Linked DNA regions of Zea mays: regions 1 and 2 are each linked to region 3. A link is a contact called in public Hi-C data. All regions are on one chromosome and are shown on one strand. The core of a region is the stretch at or near the end of the contact, and the rest is flanking DNA. Distances in the headings are between cores, read along the strand shown. Region 1 holds the start of LOC100193886 (AGC (cAMP-dependent cGMP-dependent and protein kinase C) kinase family protein). Region 2 holds the start of LOC107275236 (C2H2 and C2HC zinc fingers superfamily protein). Region 3 holds the start of LOC103649650 (probable WRKY transcription factor 48).

Region 1 (3,434 bases), core at 191-2,690, 270 kb before region 3:
ATATTTTAAAATGGAGGGAGTATTTTTTACTGAAATATTAGACGATGAATGGTCTCCACGTGTGCAGTGGCGAGTCACGGTGTCAGAGGACTTGGATCGGTCGAGAGTCATCAGAGACGGTGGAAAACCCAAGATCGCCCGTAGGTGTGGGGATCGAAGAGGAGGCGAAGCGATGGCGAGACGAGTTGGAAAGATGTTGGAGATGAGCGGCCAGTGAGGACGATGACGCAAGCAGCAACATTCGATTAACCAAGCATGCGCGAACGGGAGAGCAGAAAGGGAACGCAGCGCCGTAGCATCTCCTTGATTTAGGGGAAAGAGACGACGCCGACGAGGTAGAAGATGTCGTAAGGGAAGCGGTGCGGGCGCTAGAGAAAAATTGTAGCCGCTATATTGTTGAAGGGGAAAGAGAATAGAAAGCCCTTGCTACATAGTCTAGGTCGGTCTGCGAACGAGTGTGGGAGATAGATGGGCAAGTGTGTAGCACAACTTTAGTCATGTCTCTGCTTGCGTCGAGCCGGTGAACGATCTCTCTGTCATGTCTGGCGGTGTGATCATGTCAAGAGAGTTGCTCTAGGACCAGATATTTGAGTCTGTTTGGTTCAGTTTTTTTATGAAAAGTTTTTTTTCGAGAATCTAGTTGTGGGGATAATCTGTCCGTAAAGAGAATCTAATTATTGTGGTGATTACGTGTGGAGAAAGATAAAAAGAGCCCGTAAGATTTAGGAGAAAGTGATGATTTCCTAGTATCACAACGACTCGGTCGATTATGTGTTTACGTTGATTTTGGACGGTTTTAACTTAAGTAATTCTTATAGAAGCAGACTGATAAGCTGGACATTTGGCAGCCTACAACAACTTCTGGTGACTGGAAGCTGAAAAAAGCTAAAACAAAAAGGGTCTTAGCTAGCTCTCCCCTCATTCCATTTCCCCCCATAACCTCCCACGGAAATTCCGATTTAGGGTTTGTTCATTTATCTCTTAATCCATGGGATTGAGTGTGATTGATTGAGTTTAAATTCCAATCAAATCAAATCTTACAGACTTGTTCGTTTTGATATGAATCCACGTGGATCGAATGATATTGAGTCGGTTTAAATCTACAACAACTCAAAATTCATCTCAATACCACAATCCACTTTACTCCACATGGAAACGAAGGTGCCATTTTATGATTTTTTTTCCAATTATATACAGTCCACATGGGCAAACAAGAGGCATGTTTGGTTGGAGACTTAGGACCTGCTAGGCAAATAACCTTGATCCCAGGCTATCAAAATCCTACTCCTGTGAGGTTTTTATTTTTCCACGGAAAATAAAATAATTTCTTTTAGAAAAATAAAAATCTTTTGAAAAATGAGTTTTCCAAACTAGTTGTCTGGAACAGGTAGTTTTTTCACGCCACCATCAAAAGAAGCCCAAGTCTTAACGCGATCCCCCGCGCTGTATATAAGCGGTCCGCGTGCGCGCTGCGACAAGCACATCATCGCCCCCCTTCCCCGCGGCCCCACCAAATAGAGAGGCCCAGACACCGAGGGGAAAAAGGAGAGAGAGTACACAGGTGACAGCCGCTGCACCGAGGGCACAGAGGGACAGCTAGACAGGGACTGCCAGCGGCGTAGGCGGTGTGGGGGATGGAGCGCGAGATGGCGGACGCGCCCGCCGCGGCGATCCCCGCCGCCGAGCCGCTCGCGGCGGTGGCGGAGGAAGGGGAGGGGGAGGCGGCCGCCGAGGCAGTGGGGTCCACCCTCACCATGGAGCGCGTCGCCGCCGCGAAGAAGTTCATCGAGAGCCACTACCGCTCGCAGATGAAGAACATCCAAGAGCGCAAGGAGAGGTACCCGTACCGGCCCTGCTGATCCGATCTCTCCGCACGCCCGCGGCTGGCCGCAAATCCTAGCTACTGCTCGCGCGCGGCTGCGCTAGATCTCGCGCGTGCGAGCTCGATCGAAGGGGTCTGAGCTGGGGTTGGCCGTGGGAGGGAGTCGTCCGAGCTCGCGCCGCTGGAGCTTGCCCATCCGGGCTGCCAATTTTGGGCGCCAGCTTTTGGCTGCTTTTGCTTCTGTACTTGTAGCCTGGTGGCCATGATTTCACAAGTTCTAGAGTAGCCTGTGGTGTAGTGCAACGTTATAGATTCGGGAATTGACACCTCTGTCTGCAATTTGAGGTCCGAGCTCGGCGTCACATAGTTTGGGGATGATCGATAGTTCCAGGCTTCCAGCACGGGGAGGACAGTAGAGCTGGTTGCACTGGTTGTTTCTGGATGCTTAGTGTATGCTAAATGCATTGGGCAAAATTAGTTCAAATTGCTTGCGTGTAGTAGTTTTTTTTTGCGCCAACAGCTGTTACGCTGAGCTTCTAGTGTTCCCCGCTGTTTGACCCACTGCGCAAGGGTGCTTGGAGTAATGTTGTGGAGAAGCTTGTTAGAGAACAACTGAGCGAAAAACAATCAGCAGTACTGCGGTTGCCTTTGACCTATTGGTGTTAAAGTGGCGCAAAAGTTTGTCGGACGTGCTCCTTTTGTTGTCCCACATTTGTTTGTTTGATAGTGTGTAGTCGGAGTTGTTTGTGTTGGTTTCAAATCACAATCGGACCGATAGTTTTGGTATAACTGGAATATGTTTCCTGTTGCTTGTGAACTGAGAGTGGACTATCTAGGCATTCTCATTTCTCATTGTCTTTTCCATTAATAGGCACTGGATAATGATGCATACACTTCAAAACGTACTTGTTCTATTAATCATGCTAGCAGTTATCTTATGTCAATCACTCGTTAATGTACATCACAACATTTCCAGCTTTGGCTTACCGTTCCTTTTTTACCTAGGGGACTAGGGGAACAGTTGATCCCTGCGTCCCTTTTCGTTGACAAGGAAACAGTGCATCAGATGCCAGCTGTATAAATACATTCCTGAACATTAAATGGATATGTAATGAAGTAGAATTATTTTCTACATACTACCTCTGCCTCAAAAAATTTGATGGGTTAAGACTTTTAGGACAGATTAGTTTTTTTTTCTTGAAAGCGCAGGAGAACTGCGCGATAATATATTAAAGAAGAGGGAGAGGGACAGATTAGTGCTCAACAGAAATTACCCATGTACCCCTATTTGCTGAAGGTGAGCCATGATAATTAATGAATAAGCCCTTCATTAAAGAAATGCATGGAGGCATGTGCAGACTGCAAGTGCAATCTCAAGCTGATATGGTCAAAATCTTTTGTCCATGAGCTAAAACATCAAGTTTTCTGAGACAGAGGAGTATGTATCATGGGCACACACTTTTCATACATTGATATTTTATTATACTAAGCATACCATTTGATTTATGACCTACTATCTATGCTGCTTGAGCGTGATATTGTTATTTGCTGGCGTTATCCTTTGACATTTCAATTTATTGCAATCAAATTGCCTTTTACCCTGAGATCATGA
Region 2 (3,344 bases), core at 533-3,032, 340 kb after region 3:
ATACACTTACAGGTTACTCATGTCCTGCACGGTTATTGGAACGTTTTCTGGACCACCATGCATTTCTGTAACAAAATCCATAATGCAATGTTGTGGAATCCTGCTTTCTTGCATCGCACTAAGGAACTCCATATATTCACGATCATGCGTTTTGTTGCATTGCAATTGCCCTTTTTCTGTATCTTTCTTCAAGAATTCATGATTATGCTCATAGTTTACCAGATCAATCCGGACGGAAATAACATTCTCTTTAGCATCATCGTAGATTTTTTTAAGTTTCACCCCAGCCTTGCATTGTGTTCATTTCGAACATGTGTTACATATCCTTGGATTTCCAGCTACCCTTTCAGCATTCTTTCCTTCCATTGAACAATTCAACCATTTACAATTCTTCCGCTCCCTATATTTCTTCAACGGAAATCCAACCTCGTATGCATATTGACTATAAAAATTATACGCCTCGTCCACGTTACTAAATGTCATACCGACTTTAGGTATCAATCTTATATCAATATTGTCCGGCTGCGCACAGAAATTTAACATTTACGATTCAATAGCGACTAAATCTAACGTAATATAGGTACAACATTACAAAGAAGTATGTAAGAAAATAAGAGTATCATATTTGGGAGAACTTACATGGCTTTGAAGAATATGAGGTGTGTCCTGTTCATGTGGCCCAATATGTCTCATGGGGATGTGCTTCTCTGCGCCGACCACGTCTGCCGTTTTTGTGTGCTCATCGATATGTCCAGGTGCCCTCAATGCCGCCGGGGGAGTAACGGAGACACCCTCTGTGTAACCGGCGATCGCAGACGCTACAGGATGCATGTCCATTGAAATAGACGTACCTATTGGCTTATGCACAGACGATACATGTGGCATGTCATCGCCAGCGCTGGTGCTGGACATTTTCTCGCCGCTAATCGCCGGCCGGTCCTCTCACTTCCGCCGCCGCTAACCGCCGCCAATATCTCAGATACGAACGTGGACGAGCGACTGTAAATTTGTATTTGTTTCCTCCCGTAACTGCGCCTTTATTTACGCGAACGAAGAACACGTCTTTCCTTATCTCAAACCTGTGGAGATTTAAATGTTGCATGGTTTACGCTATCATGTTACACAACGTTATGCAGTCGTAACCGGTAAGCACATAGAAATATTCGTTCCCGTGATTCGTGGCATAAAAGATTCTATTTATGCATGAGTTATGCACGTTTCTACATATATTTATGCGTGTGTATATCGCATGTCGCGTCTCAGCCGGGATACGTGGCTATCCTATGCATGGCTGACGCAAGCTGGCGTACAGTAGGCCGAACGTGACCGATCGGCGTCCTGACTAGGGCTTCGCCCACTAACGGAACCCAGGGCTTCCATTACCTCTTCCATATATATATATATAGTTGTCATGTAATTGTTGTGCACAAACATTTTGTAAAATACTTTGTGTTCTATTGCAACGCACAGACACATAACTAGTGAAATGTTATTTTCATGCGAGCTCATATATATATAAATGTTATGATTTTTTTTAAACAAGCTTGCATATAAAGAAAACTCCGCCAATTCAAATGCGGCAACTCATGTTACTGCCAGATCAATCGACGGATACTTCTGGCCACTTCAATTGGCAGCAGCAGTATAGTTTTATACTAACCTTTTCGATCCACACAAATATTTCGGCATAAATCAAATTTAAAATAAAAAAGATCTTAAACATTTCGTGTCCCTTTGTTTCCTCCCCAGCTGAGCCTGCGCCTGTACTCTGATGGGCCAGCCCACTAACCGTTCAGCGGCAGAGCCCGTTATTTCGCCACTTCAGCGCCCCACACTTGCGCCGCAGCAGTAGAAGGTAGAACACCTTCTTGACCCGAATTCAATCCGTGCGCACGCACCCTCCGCCGGCGACGGCTCACGCATCGCTCGGCGCCCGCCCCGCGTCCCCGAGGCGACGACCGGCAGAGCGCGCTCTCGCGGCGCTACCCGACACCTGCGACGAAACGCCCCGAGTCCACTAGTCGAGGAGTGCGTCGACGCAGGGGCTCGGGAACGCGGTGTCGCCATCGCGGAGCCCTAGCGAGATCGTCGGGAAGGTCCGAAGGCGAGCACGTGTTTGTGTAACCTTTCTCCCCTTCTTCCCTTTGCCGGCCGGCCCTTCAGCGGCGACAAGTGCCCACCAGGTATGCCCAACGGCCACCTTCCCTGCTGTTCGAAACCGAGCTGCCAAACCCTATTGTAAACCATTTGTATTCGGATCTGATCTAATTACACCTGTTATGCCTACTAACTTAGATTTTTTTTTTTCTAATAAAAAAATTGTCGTCCCCTGATTCGGATGTCTATTTAGGCGGTGGTTTACGTTGAGCTGAGGAGTGAGGAAGATGTCTGGAAATGTGAGTCCCTCCTGCTTCGACTTGGACCAAGCGGGGAATCTCTCTTGATGTGCGGAGGTCCGTGGTGCATTCCATCTGATCTCTTGTATTCTGTGTGCAGCCAGTCGGCGTCGACAACACTTCTAGGAGGAAATTTGACAAGGAAGAGTACTTGGAGAGAGCTCGACAGAGGGAGCAGAGGGAGAAGGTAATAGTGGGTCTTATTCCTTTTAAATTTTGTCAAGACCGAACAAAACTACGACCATACTTCTCTTTGCCTCTATGTATTGCTTACTTCAGTCTGCATTTGTCTTTCACTGATCCAGGATGAAGCTCGGAAAGGCAAGGGTACGTGGTCTAACTTTTAGCTCAATAAATCTGTATCGATACCAGTTTCTGGCACTCTATGAAACTTGATTCCTTTCAATTATGAGTGCAGAAAGGGGTCCTCCTGTGCAAAGACAGCCTTTGAAACACAGGGACTATGAAGTTGATCTTGATTCTCGTCTTGGCAAGACTCAGGTTTGTAAATATCTTACTACACTTTGTGCATTTACCATGCCTTTTCTATGTTACTTCAATTCTTCGTGCTGTAAGAGATACTTCATCAATTAGTTCTTCCCTCATTTTCTTTTCTCTAGTTTCATCAGTATTTTTGTGGATTCTTTTGTTACTGTTAAATGAGTTGGAAAACTGTGTAGTGTGTACAAGGCAGATATGTTGCTAATGGACATGATTGTCTCTGACTTAGTGACTTCGATATGCAGGGGTAAGACAACCCTAGACATTATATTAAGAAGACCTTCTCACGCAGGTCGAGAAAACCCTTGAACCCCTGCCCCACCCATACACAGCTGCACCGTAGCCCATGTGAGAAACGACCGCGATCGGGCCTTAGACCTGTGCTTTGATGTGGGACGGGCGAAGAGATTTTAACCACAACCTGAAATTCGCTCCCACAAGGAGTCG
Region 3 (3,546 bases), core at 18-2,517:
CTCTCTGTCGTCTAGTATACGTATTTCTTATTGTCCACCGGCGATCTCTTACTCCCCCTACTAGCTAGCTAGAAGCTAGAAGATATACCAATGCAAGTGGATGGAACTGAACGGAACGGAAACATGCGTTGCATTTCAGGGACGTAGTCGCCATCTCAAGGACAAATACTGATCAATAATAATTTGGTGTGACAAATAATTTATAAAATATTAAGATCAATAATATATATATATATATATATATATATATATATATATATATATATATATATATATATATTGTTTATTTTTATGTAATTATATGTCATCCGTAAGGTCACGGCATTGTACTTTTATTAGACATCGATGATCGATCCATTGGTAATTAAGGGCGAATATGTAAAAGGTAAACGGGTAAACAATAGACGCATTTCTACGTGCGCGCGGAACACGTCGCTGTCGGCCGTGGCCTACCACGCGCAGAATTTTACTATTGCAGATCCAGATCCAGTAGTACACGCTAGCTGTTTTATCGTGCAACGCGAATCACCCCGGACGACGTCGGCACGGTTACTTTTAATTTTCTGGCTCTTTATTTGTGCTGCTGCACCGGCGGCGCCGGCGCGGAACCGGCCGCCGATGGCTCGTGTGGCTACCTAGCTCGATGGCCGGCCGGAGAAAGTGAGACCAGCTTCGTCGTCGACACCGGTGCATGGTCGTCGTCGTCATTGCAATAATGGATTAGAGGCGGCCGGCCGGTAAAGCTCTGACAGGTGTATGTACGCTTGGCTCCAGCCGGCCAGCCCAGGTCCAGGTGCATGCACCGTACTATACTACGTACCGTGCCCAAAGTGCCAGTAATGCGCTCGATCGACCCATCAGGAAAATATCCAGCGGACGCTATTTTGGACCTCAAGATGACAACGACGACGGCGACCGTCCGGATGATCAGACTCGGTTCCAGGCCTTCATCATCGGTTGGAGTTTGTTTGGATGGCCACGGAATGCAGTCGTACATGCATGCTGGCCAGTCAGTGCGCGGTCAGGTCACCGCGCGCGCGCCCGGCCGGAACCAACGGCCGGCGGCGGTCTCGGCGGCGGCTCGTAGCTTCTATTGACTTGGCAGCAGCGCAGGGTTAGCTCGTCCCGTCGAAAACTCCAAAAGCCGGTCACGCCATTCGACACGTGCAGACTGCAGACCCATATCTGCGAATCGTCGAACGAACCTTCTGCGTGCGCGGCCGCTGTGTGTGAAGAAGCTCACAAGCCTGCTCGCTCGTTTGTTTGCTTCCAGATGCTTGAGCTCTCTCTCTCTCTCTCTCTCTCTCTCTCTCTCTCTCTCTCTCTCTTCGATCGCCTCATCATCACCTAGCTAGCTTAGCACAGCAGTACGTCCACAGACGACGACGATGTTGCCAGCGCCGTTCGGGCACTAGCTAGGTAGTATAAATTGGCGAGCTTGACACGGGGTCGCCTGTCCCGTCACACGCAACGCAACGGCAGCAGCTCAGCTCAGCTCGCTCGCTCGCTATAGCTCCACAGTGGCCGGCCGGCCGGTGTCCTGCCGTGTGCCGTGCGCGTGCGTCTACTCTAGTACTCTACTACATGGCGGCCTCGCTAGGACTCGCCCACGAGACGAGCTACGCCGCCTACCACCCGCCGTCCGCGCCCGCCTCCTCGTACTTCCCACCACTACCACCACCCGACCTCCTCGTGGCGGACCTCCCGCCGCCCGCCGCCGCCACCATGGCCGATGACTACTTCCAGTTCGGATTCGACGGCCAGGAGATGGTGGGCGCTCCCGCTCCCGCCTGCGGCGGCTACGACTGCTCGGCGCCGGTGTTCGCCAACAGTTCTTCAGACGCCGCCGCCGCCGTCGGCAATGGCATGAGCCTGCTGTAAGTTCCCGTACGTGGATAGGTGTCGTCGATATCTGCGTGCAAATGTGCGCTGCCGCCGTCACACGTTGCGTGGGTAGTGTGCTATGCTCATCCGATCAGTTGCGTGGTTGGATCATCGGATTCAGGAGCTATGGCGTCGACGGCGACGGCGACGGGAGGAGGCCGATGAGCGGACCACCATATGGCACCGGTGGGAACGGCGGCGGCCGGCCGCCGTCGTCGTCACGGATTGGGTTCCGGACGCGGTCGGAGGTGGACGTGCTGGACGATGGCTTCAAGTGGCGCAAGTACGGCAAAAAGACGGTCAAGAGCAGCCCCAACCCGAGGTACAAATCAGAATACAATACTCCAACACTAGCTAGGCGCCGACGACGATCGCTTCGTCACTTCAAGTTCCCCCATTCCATGGTCACGCCACGCCCATAAGCATGCATGACGTGGTGCTGATCGCCGCCGCGCGGCGCCGGCCGTGCGTGTGCAGGAACTACTACCGGTGCTCGGCGGAGGGCTGCGGCGTTAAGAAGCGCGTGGAGCGGGACAGCGACGACCCGCGCTACGTCGTCACCACCTACGACGGCGTCCACAACCACGCCGCGCTGGGCCCGGGCGCCGCCTCCTACCTGTGCCAACCACCGCCTCCGCGCGGCGCAACCGCAACCGCAACCGTAACGCCCTTCTCGCCTCCACGCTCGGCCTCGGCGCCGGCGCCCCTGGCTGCAGCGCCCAGCTGGAGCGCCGCCTGTGACGCGTGGGAGGCGCAGCTGCACGCCGCGGCGGCGGCTGCTCACTCGTCGGAGTCGTCGTACTGATCCGATCCATCATCGATCAGTTATTAGACGCACGTACGGATCACGTAGCTAGAATGTTCACGTTTTTTTTTGCTCACGTAGTACTCCTCTGTTTGCACTATCCAGCGACTAATAAAAAGAAACGAAGGGAGTATATAAGAGTACCATAGTACTACCATACATACTTGTCGTTACAGTACTCAGACACACACACATCTCTGATTAGCTGAGCGTTCCCTTCGATTTTAATAATACAGGTTCACGCATATATCTCGGTGCACTGTACTGAATACTGACTAAGCTAGCTGCCAGACTTTGCTTAGGAAAACAATACCTATATATGTCCAATAAGAACATACAGACTTTCTAAAAAAAATGGTAGATATTGTTGTCACCATCATCCTGATAAGTTCCCGGCCAAAGTTTGCACACAGGCTGCGACTGCTTAATGCTTATCTCCCATGTTAGGGCCCGTTCCTTTTCTGTACAATCCACGTGGACGAGAAGGGATTGGTGTGTTTCAATCCATAGCAAGTCAAAGTTTCTATTAATTTTTTCCAGTCACATTCAATTTATGTGATATTAGGAATAACATAGTAAAACAGAGTTGTATTTTGCGACGTGTATAATGCAAAAACATTAGTTAAAACGCGGGACTCCATTCGTCCCTTGGTCTGTACTCCTCATCTTCTCAGAGAAGATGAACAATATACAACATTACAAAAAAACTGTGGTGTTTTTGGAAACTACTCCACTAAGAACCTCAATTTTCTTCTCTTCTCTTTACACAAAGTTTGGTTTTCCAATTAAACCAAACATATCTTAGTTTTAAGAAATACTATAATTTTAGTGTTGTAAAGTAATACTATATTATTTGT

The links. Hi-C and Micro-C count contacts between places; a contact is called where the count stands out from the background.
Region 1: a contact with region 3 is called in a Hi-C map of leaf, with 4 times the contacts expected there. The contact joins the promoter of LOC100193886 here to the promoter of LOC103649650 in region 3. A contact is called at or near these places in 8 of 25 Hi-C or Micro-C datasets (bundle sheath, ear, leaf and 2 more).
Region 2: a Hi-C map of leaf mesophyll shows a contact between it and region 3, with 4 times the contacts expected there. The contact joins the promoter of LOC107275236 here to the promoter of LOC103649650 in region 3. A contact is called at or near these places in 2 of 25 Hi-C or Micro-C datasets (bundle sheath and leaf mesophyll).

Annotation. Positions count from the first base shown.
Region 1 is chr3:7,881,010-7,884,443 of Zm-B73-REFERENCE-NAM-5.0, forward strand. LOC100193886 (AGC (cAMP-dependent cGMP-dependent and protein kinase C) kinase family protein) reads left to right here and starts at 1,441. Exons shown (of 13, transcript NM_001349872.1): 1 at 1,441-1,837. The coding sequence starts at 1,635.
Region 2 is chr3:8,490,305-8,493,648 of Zm-B73-REFERENCE-NAM-5.0, forward strand. LOC107275236 (C2H2 and C2HC zinc fingers superfamily protein) reads left to right here and starts at 1,783. Exons shown (of 11, transcript NM_001320508.1): 1 at 1,783-2,183; 2 at 2,351-2,396; 3 at 2,497-2,583; 4 at 2,702-2,723; 5 at 2,815-2,897. The coding sequence starts at 2,385.
Region 3 is chr3:8,155,120-8,158,665 of Zm-B73-REFERENCE-NAM-5.0, forward strand. It overlaps LOC103649650 (probable WRKY transcription factor 48), which reads left to right and starts at 1,268. Exons shown (of 3, transcript XM_008675381.3): 1 at 1,268-1,877; 2 at 2,006-2,206; 3 at 2,362-2,848. The coding sequence starts at 1,585. The coding sequence ends at 2,689.